2 separate regions of the Drosophila melanogaster genome follow, and region 1 is linked to region 2. The links are chromatin contacts, called in public targeted proximity ligation maps. All regions are on one chromosome and are shown on one strand. The core of a region is the stretch at or near the end of the contact, and the rest is flanking DNA. Distances in the headings are between cores, read along the strand shown. Region 1 holds the start of beat-Ic (beaten path Ic). Region 2 holds the start of lncRNA:CR44868 (long non-coding RNA:CR44868).

Region 1 (4,229 bases), core at 566-3,065, 88 kb before region 2:
TCCGCCCAAACAAGTTAAATGAACGGCATAATTTTTATTGTCGGTTTCCACAAAAACACTTTGTCGAGTCGCCAGAGGCATATCCGGTGAATAATGTTCTCGAAAGCATTTGAACGGGTTTGTATTCTGATATTTTAACCACCTGGTTATTATCCAAAAGTTACCATCAAATATGGGCTAAAATTGTTTCACTCAGAAATGTATTGTTCAAATGTAAATATCAACATACTGGGTCAACTGAATTTTTAATAGCGGTACATCCATTGTTTTTCACAATGGGAAATTGCCTTTGCTGAGTCGGTAAAGGGCGACACAGAACTATTATATCCACTACTAAAATTCTATAATGTTAATTAATTTTACAAACACCTAATTGTAAAGTGACTTACGGCACAAGTCCTTTCATTATTCTGAGCTATTCATCTACTTGGATAAATTAGTTATTACGAAGTGTCAAGCAAATCGAATTATGTCTAATGCAGATTATTACAGCATGAGTAATTAGCTTAAAGCGTCTTTTACGGCACAAAATCAGTTTGCTTCTTAAATGATTGGTTACAGTAATCTGGACAAAAGATTAGAACTACATGGTCATTCATTCTTTGGAGTTTTTTTTGTTTAATGAATCCTAATTTTCAAAGCTAATCTAGAAATTTATTTTTTATTTTATTTGTGTGTAATCGCACTGCCGAAACATATTTCTCCTGCCAAAAATCTGCTTGGTTTTGCAAAATCCACAGCCTACATGACCGTAAATTATATTTTAAGAGTCCCAACAAAAAGCCGGAGCAAAATCACAGATACAGATATCATCATCACCCAGTCGGAACGCTCAACTGAAAGTAACTCACCTTTGGGTAACTGGTGAACAACACAAATGTTATGACTGCCGGCAGTTGTTGTCTTTGTGTGTTGTGATTGTTGTTGTGCCGGCAATAAATTAACTTATTTTAGCACGTTACACGACTTCCCACACCCAGGCGCACACACACTCAACTTGGCTGCTTTTCTTTTCGCACATACACATGACACTAGATGGGCGGTGGGTGGGTTTGGTTTACTGAAAGGACAACGTCAGGGGATTTTTGGCCCGTCCAGAATATATATCCCGCACTGGAGAATAGGGCTTGACCTATGCCCTTACTTTAGTATTTTGCGGATTTTGCACATTTCTCACATATTTTTCATAATTTTCGCGAGCAAATCGCGTAGGACCAAAAAAGTGTGTACGAAATAAAAGTTTGGCGAAACGAAAAAGTTTGTCCTGTTTGCAGTGTTCGGGTTTTTTTTTGTTTGTTTTGGAAACACTCAAATCTCTGGTGAAATATTAATTTTCACAAATTCTGACACTTTTTTTTAGCGGGCATTTGCTTGGCCCGCCGAACTGCAGATTCTTTCGCAATTTTTGTTATACGAATTTTTTGTGTTGTCTGGTTGCGCTGTTGTTTATTCTTTGTTGTGATGGGGATTTTATTAAAATTTATTAGCTCGCTGGCCCTCGTCGTTGGCACTGTTGTTGTGGTTGCACCCGTGGGCGATGGCGACAGCAGAGCGAACCAAACGATTTGACATTATCAACGTAACTGAAGCATCAGCGGCAGGAAGCTGTCGGCCCTCGCCGGAATCCCAACAACAGCAGCTGCTGCTGAAGGACCCGATGCCGATGCTGTTAAGTAGAAGCTGGAATCGAAGGAATTCGGCTGTACGTACTCGTGTCCTGCCAGCGAGAGCACAGAATAAAGAGCTGAGCCACTCGGCACTTGACGAAACACGAGCCGAGGCTGGGGAAATTTCAGAGAGTGCGGGAGAAAGCAGCTAAAAGAGAGGTTGTGTTTCGTTGATGAAAAGCTTTCGTGTTCGAAAAGTGAGTTGCTTGTTAACAGGGATTCATTGGGATTTATTTAACTGATAACTTAACAGACTCTGTAAACTTACATTGGGTAATGTAATTCTCAGGAAACAGGAATCCCCGTTTAATTATTATAATAACATCAACATATTTATTTACTATTAATACTAATTCGTGTTCTCCTAACCTTTTCTTTAAACTAAGGTCTAACAAAAATCTTAATGGCTATTACACTAAACGGTACGATTAGTTGTACGCAGCTAGTAAATAAAATGAAGTCCTGCATTGAAATTGAATATAAATTGAATCTCTTTTAAATGAAATTTAAATAAATCGAGAATTAAAATTTACTGGCGTGGCATCCATGAAAAGGAGAAACTGAAGCCTGAACCTTAGGAGACAGCGACTAAAGTGGTCAACAACAAACGGAACTAATGCACAACATGCAAAATGGAAACCATATTGACAAGATGCAGTATCCATGGAGAAAACTGTAGGACGGGTGGAAAATAGAGCAGCAGCGGTTGAAACATAAAGCAATAAACAAGAAAATACCAAATGCATACGAGCCAGCAAACATGACAAGCAGCACTGGCAGCAAACAAAATAGAAAGGATACATGAGAACACGAATCTATATGTAGACACATATATTTGATATACATACATATATCCATGGTGGTGGATATCCTGTGTGAGAAAGCTTTGGCTAGACAATAACTGTAAAATGTAAATATTAATATTGTCATAATAGACAAGATAACTTGAAAGGCAGCAGGCGGAGGAGTGTGTGGGGTGTTTGGAGATGATAACGACGACGGCCAAGCGGATACGATGATGATTGCCCCTATGGATCTCGATCCTGACGAATAACCGCTAAAGTGCCGTTAAGCTGCGCACTACCGAATGCGAGCATTTCAAAGCGAAACGAACGAACAGCAAATGGGAAACAGAATACAAAATGTCAGCTCATTTCCGGTTGCTTAATTTGAAATCGTTGTGCCAAAAATTACAAATGAGCTGACAATGGCACCGAAGGAACCAAACAAGCGAAAAATAACAGGACACGGCAGGACATGGCTGCCAGACAGAGAGGACCATGGCGACAATAAGCACAAAATAGCAGCGTCTAATACGCAAAATAAACGAGAACTGGCCACAGCATGACAGCCAGGATAACACTGGCCAGCTGGGCGCAGTCCTTTTGCCCCTTTGCCCCTTTGCCCCACAGTCCCCTCCCCAGTAAAAACTCGCACCACACAGCCCCTCGTGTTTTACAATTTAACGCACATCCTAGCAAGGCAACGCCCCATAGTTTAATTTTTGTCTCCTCGATGTGTGCATGAAATTCGTGCACTTAGCAAAAAGCATACGAACAAAATCGTTGATAAAACAAGTATTTTTGATCTTAAAGAGTGTTGATTGACTCACATTGCAATATTTTTGAATTATTCGTTCTCTTATATGAAACTTATATTTCACTTTAAAGAATAGATTAAAATTGTAAAGGTTAAATAAAATAAACTCGGAAGCAAATTTTATTCATCGCCCTATTATTTAGGAATCATTATAATTTTCGCATCTAATTAATTTTTTTTTTTACTATGACATTTCGCTGTGTGTTCCCTCCCTCTCTGTCACTCATTCATCTCTATCTCTCTTCCGCTGGGCTTGCTCCACTCTAATCTAATGACGACAAGCATGAGGGCCGGGGAAAGCTCCTCTGATAACCACGGCTTTGAGTGTCGCTCTTTTATTGCGTATACGCCATGTGCATCTCACATACTCACACAGAGACGGACGCCACAATGTGTCGAAAATTTGGTGCGTCCATCGTCATTCACCTTTTCGTTGAGTGCAGGCGATAAAATGTTCGGCGAGCACACAACCTACAACCATCAAGATCTTTCCAGGACCTCCTCTCCACTTTTCTTGCCCTTCAAGAAATTTTCTATCTGCTGACAGCAGTAGGAACCACTGCCAAATGGTCAAGTGGGAGACTTTGAGTAAAGTGAATAAGGTGAATTCGATTGCTTTTGAAACAATGTGAACTTTTGAGTAAATATTATCATTTATCTTAGTCTTTAAATGTGGCTAAAAATGTGGAGTATAACAAGTAAGAATTGACCATATATGTGACCATATATAAAAAAGAAAAAAAATTATGATAGATGTTCTTTCAACTAAGTTGAGTCCTAAGAATTGTGTCTCTTTTTCCCAATGAACCAGAACGCAACTAATAAACCCGCTTACACCTTTCCTAGCGGTTCACCATAAACTTTATTAACGTTCATCAACTAATTGACTAATTTATGCAAGTCAAATAAATGTCATGTCAACATATAATTAATTGTGGCGCCCAATGTGCCGCTAAGTAAACG
Region 2 (4,715 bases), core at 133-2,632:
GTTGACCGGGTGCCTATTTTGCTTTTTCGGTGCAACCGAATGCTATTTCAATGTGCTGGTCGCCTGTTCTATAAGCAAACTATTTAAAATGTTTTAAACTTTTCCATCCGAATTGTTGTTAAATTTTGATATAAACAAAATAAAAACATTTACACCCATTGGCGCCGACCGGTACTTGTTTATGATCGAGGCAACGGAGCGTATGCGTAATATGTACAAACGCACGTATATACGAAAAGCGTACTAAATTGCCCTTTTGTTGTTGCTCTCCTCGCTTTATGCCGTCCCTCTCACATCCACTGGGAGACTACGGCGTAACGGTGAATCCGTAAGCTTCTAGGAAATACGGTATTATTTTGTACTAATTCGAATAGGCGAGCAGCGTTTAAAAGCATGGCGACGTCTACCCACTGATAAGTGGCATTATGACTGAACCCACACAGCTACATACGCTCGTTCACATACAGATATGGGTTTGTGTTCAGATAATGATTGTGTGCGCACGTGTATTGAAATAATATATGCATACGTATATGTATTCGTCTGTTTGCTTTTTATACCAATGGGGGGGTCTGGGACTGGGGTAATTTGCTTATTGGCACTCTCACAAAGCTTTAGACTAATTTGCCTAAACATATAAGCACTGAAAGAAACTATTTTTATTTTTAAGTCGTAATCTGACTTATTCACATTACATATATATATATATATACATACATATGTATGTACATTTATTGAAAAAATGTATGCAATTTTTAAAAGATATCTGTCGACTATATTGTAAAACACAAAGAAAACAAGATTTCAGTTTTTTTAAACAATATATTTTTGTAAATTGGTTAGTTTAAAGCTTATACACGCATGCCTGCTTTTTTAGTTTTTTATTATTAACGGAATATTATTAGGAACAAGTTATAATATACAGTTTTTAGTTGTACCTATTAGGCAACGAAAAAATTGAAATCGTTGCTTTAAAGCTTAATTTTGTTTGAGTTCTTAACTAATTGTTTTCTCCAAGTGCACAGTAAAAATCAAATTTATCCATAACGTAAGTACTTCCACCAGATCACTGAACGCCTGGGATTTTGGATAAATGGTCAGCGTGGAAGAGCGGCGATACAAACGGAAAGTGCTTTCCTAGGCTCCCCGGATACAAAATGTATCTGAAGCTATTGCCCAACGGCTGATTCGGGAACTTGGAAATTCTAGGGCTAGTGACGACATCATTCTCGATCTCTTTCCAGCTGTGTGTGTCACAGCTTGTGAGCGGGGTCTCTGCCCCTCCGCTGCGGCCACTCTGCTCCATAGCTCGGTTACACAAGTCAAATTCAACCTTGGCACTTATTCACTCGAGTGGAGCGTGCGAGATGCACTCGACAAACGACTTTCAAATGGTTTCTGGTCGCTTGGTATGAAAAGTTTATAATTTCGTATTTAACAAAAAAATAATGTTTTTTCGCGTGAGGAGGGGTATGCGATCATTAAAGTTTATAAACATTTCCAGTGCCGCTCTTGCTTTTCGAGCGTTTTCTATGGAAAACGACAAGCTACCCATTAATGATGTTTAGCAGCTGAGATGTAGTCATGCATTTTACGGTTCGGAATAACAATTTGTTGCTCGGTAAATATAATACTAAGTTCACTGTTGCTACCATGCCATAAGCTACAGGAAAACTTCGATATGATGAGCACAATTCTTAGTTATGGAATCGAAAATACAATACAAATTCAAATTCTACAGTGAAATTGTAATACAATTATAATTAAAAATGCGGTAAGCTAACCGTTATTTTTAAAACTGCTTTTTACTTTATTTACTTATAATATGTATAATAATTCCAAAATTTAATTTACTGAGAAAGTGAGAATATATTTTTCCCCTATCTAGTGCGTACTGTGAAACTGATTGCAGAGGCAATCAAAAGTGTAAGTGTGTCAGCGGTCTCTCTGCCGCTGAACACGAGCAACTTGTCTCCCTCTCTTATTCCACTCACCCTCTCACTCAGACTTGTTCCGTTCGCAGTTCGCTCGCTGTTTCTCTCTCACCACCAACTGCCGTCTCTCTTACTCTCCCACCACCGGGGCGGTCAACGATCTCCGAAATTTGGAGCCCGGGTTCGTTGACCCGTCGAAAAAGAAAGCACCGTTTCTACAGCGTCACGCGCTGAGTTGTCTGATCGCCTGGTAGGCGCAACAGGCGTCTGATTTTTCTTTCAATCGTCGATCGGTGGGTGCCAGTGGTTTTGGTGGTGCTGCTTGTGCTGCTTGTGCTGCTGGGGCCCTCGATGGGTCAGGGACGGGCCCTGAACATGACACCGTTGGCGGCCACTCAACTTGGAGCGTTGAACCTTGGGCCAATCGGGGTCAGCGAACGCGCCCAAAAAAGTGGGTCAGCGAAGAGCATCCAACGCGCAGCCGTCCGGATGAAATTCACTTTCGTTTTTTATGTAGAAATCGATAGCCGGCTTTGCTCGACGACCAGGCGAACAGACAGCGCTAGTGAACGAAATGTATCTGAATCCACACTGCGTTCGTATCTGCAAATGTATCTGTATCTGCCATGTACAGTGGACGCAATCAATGAAAAAACATTCGCACTCGATGAGATTGTTTTATAGAACAAAATCTTGCGGAAATTTAATATCTCCCAGATTTTTAAAAACTTGATATATCTGCACATCACATATCCATATACCTTGTTTTGTTGTTTGTTATTATTTGAAACATCCGTACAAATTTGTCAAATTATATTTATACATATGAATGACACTGTACGTCGGCGGATGAGTTTGTTGGGCTCTACGCCTCCACCGCCTTCACTTTCGCTTTCAAATCATGATCGATAATATAGGGGCAGCGAGTAACAGGCCAACATAATGCCAAGTGGCTCGCACTTCAGTTCCAGTTGGCCGTTCGCTTCTGGTGGCCTCGTTTTCCAGTCGCTGGCTTTTTGGTTTCTCTGTGTTTTGTTGTTTTTATTTGTGTCAAAACTTAAACAATGATTGTGTACTGGGTGGGGCGACGTGTAAGCGACGTCCGGAGCAGGTCGCTTGTAATGCTGGCTTTAATGCAGCACTCAAGTGGCAAATCGGTCTGGAGCAGCGACAAGGGATTTCGTGAAATCAGATGCAAGCAACATGGACTTTAAGATTGTTAACATTGCTTTAGATAAGAGGAAAAATAATCTGCAAGACGGACATTTTTTGCAAGTAATTAACGATACAATAAAAAAACGACGATTATAATGAGCTGGGCAACTTAGATTACAAATTTGTAAAGCGGCTACTATTGCGAGGCAGCATCTTATTAAATAATATTCGCAAAATAGCGGCAAAGTAGGCAATGTTCTTTTCGAGAAGCTGAGAGCTTGATTTTCATTGTTGAGTTCATTTTCTGCTCACTTTAAGAAGCTTTACCAAAGATAAACGCCTTTATGAATAAGAGCTAGATTAGAAAAACTGCTATACTATTCATAGTTCATAATTATTTCTACGTGTCAGCACAAAAAGCTCAAAACTAATTACTATTATTTATTATGATAACCTTCTACTCTATCTTATCCATTCTGGGGCCCTTTAAGGTTTCATGGACTCCTTTCCGATCCATTTGCAGTTGTTATTGTTTCCTTTTGGTTTTTTCCAAGCCGGTGCCCGCTTCTGGTTTTCCAAGGTTTTCCAGTTCGATCGAGACGACGAGCCCAAGGTTTCCTTAAGTTAAATACGTGTGCCGCCAAGTTGGCAGCAGCGTTGTTGGCCCTCTTCTGTTGGCCTGGCCAAAATAGAACAGCAACGGTTTCTAAATAGTCTTCCTATGGTCGTTCGCTCTCAATACCCCGTCCCAAATGTTACCCCTCTCGCCATTCGGCCAAACAAATAGTGCTCTGTTTACGCAAATTTGTGCTGGCCAACAAACGGCGGCCGGCTAGAAAAGCCGGCAATATGGATGAGATTAGTTTTTTCGTACTATTTCGATCCGGCGTTCAGCGTTGGAAAAAAGCAGCTGCTAAGCAGACGGAGCAGCATGAAATTTTATGCTGATATGAAAACAACAAAACGAAACGACAACGCGCTCCGTACGCAGCCAGTGCCATTAAAATCAACGTGAAACAACAATTAGTATTCAAGGTTAACCAGAAACGAACCGCGAACAGTCGACGACGAGCTGAGTTGCCAACTGGGGACAAGCAAGCAATTGTTTAAACAGACCCCCTAGAAACCGGTTACTGTTTCTTTTTTTCCATTTACTATTAACAATTTATAAATAGCTATGTAGGATACACGACATAGGAACAAACAAGTCCTGGTTACTGGCCACTTTCCTTCTAGATGATTGGATATGTTGGGCAAAGTCTTATTATATATAAAAAAAACTAGAAAAAATATATGTATAATTAAAAAGGAAAAAAAGTAAACTATTGGTATAGGGGAACTCATTTTATGTATATGCCAAAAGTAATAGAATTAATCTGTATTGCAAAATTCATTCCCATAATTTTACAGATTCAACCTCCTATGCAAGTATATCAAGTGTAGTAGTTAGATACAAAATTGATTTAAATACTGCCATCGCCGCAAAGATACTTTCCACTCGAGATACCCAAACACCAGATACGCACCCATAAACTACCACTTACTCGGATCTCCCATCTGTTATAATATGCTCACAGCCACAAAATCTTAGCTTCTTTCCCGGAGGTCAATGAACTCTGCGAGCTG

What was found.
Region 1: a targeted proximity ligation map of the Kc167 cell line shows a contact between it and region 2, with 1.8 times the contacts expected there. A contact is called at or near these places in 4 of 107 Hi-C or Micro-C datasets (the Clone 8 cell line, the Kc167 cell line and embryo) and 2 of 7 datasets of targeted methods (both in the Kc167 cell line).

Annotation. Positions count from the first base shown.
Region 1 is chr2L:15,997,877-16,002,105 of dm6, reverse strand. It overlaps beat-Ic (beaten path Ic), which reads right to left and starts at 1,815. Exons shown (of 8, transcript NM_001299041.1): 1 at 852-1,815. lncRNA:CR43825 (long non-coding RNA:CR43825) reads right to left here and starts at 321. Exons shown (of 3, transcript NR_073787.1): 1 at 230-321; 2 at 1-177.
Region 2 is chr2L:15,909,225-15,913,939 of dm6, reverse strand. lncRNA:CR44868 (long non-coding RNA:CR44868) reads right to left here and starts at 1,382. Exons shown (of 1, transcript NR_124298.1): 1 at 831-1,382. All of the region lies in intron 2 of beat-Ib (beaten path Ib), which reads left to right. lncRNA:CR44867 (long non-coding RNA:CR44867) reads right to left here and starts at 2,249. Exons shown (of 1, transcript NR_124297.1): 1 at 1,878-2,249.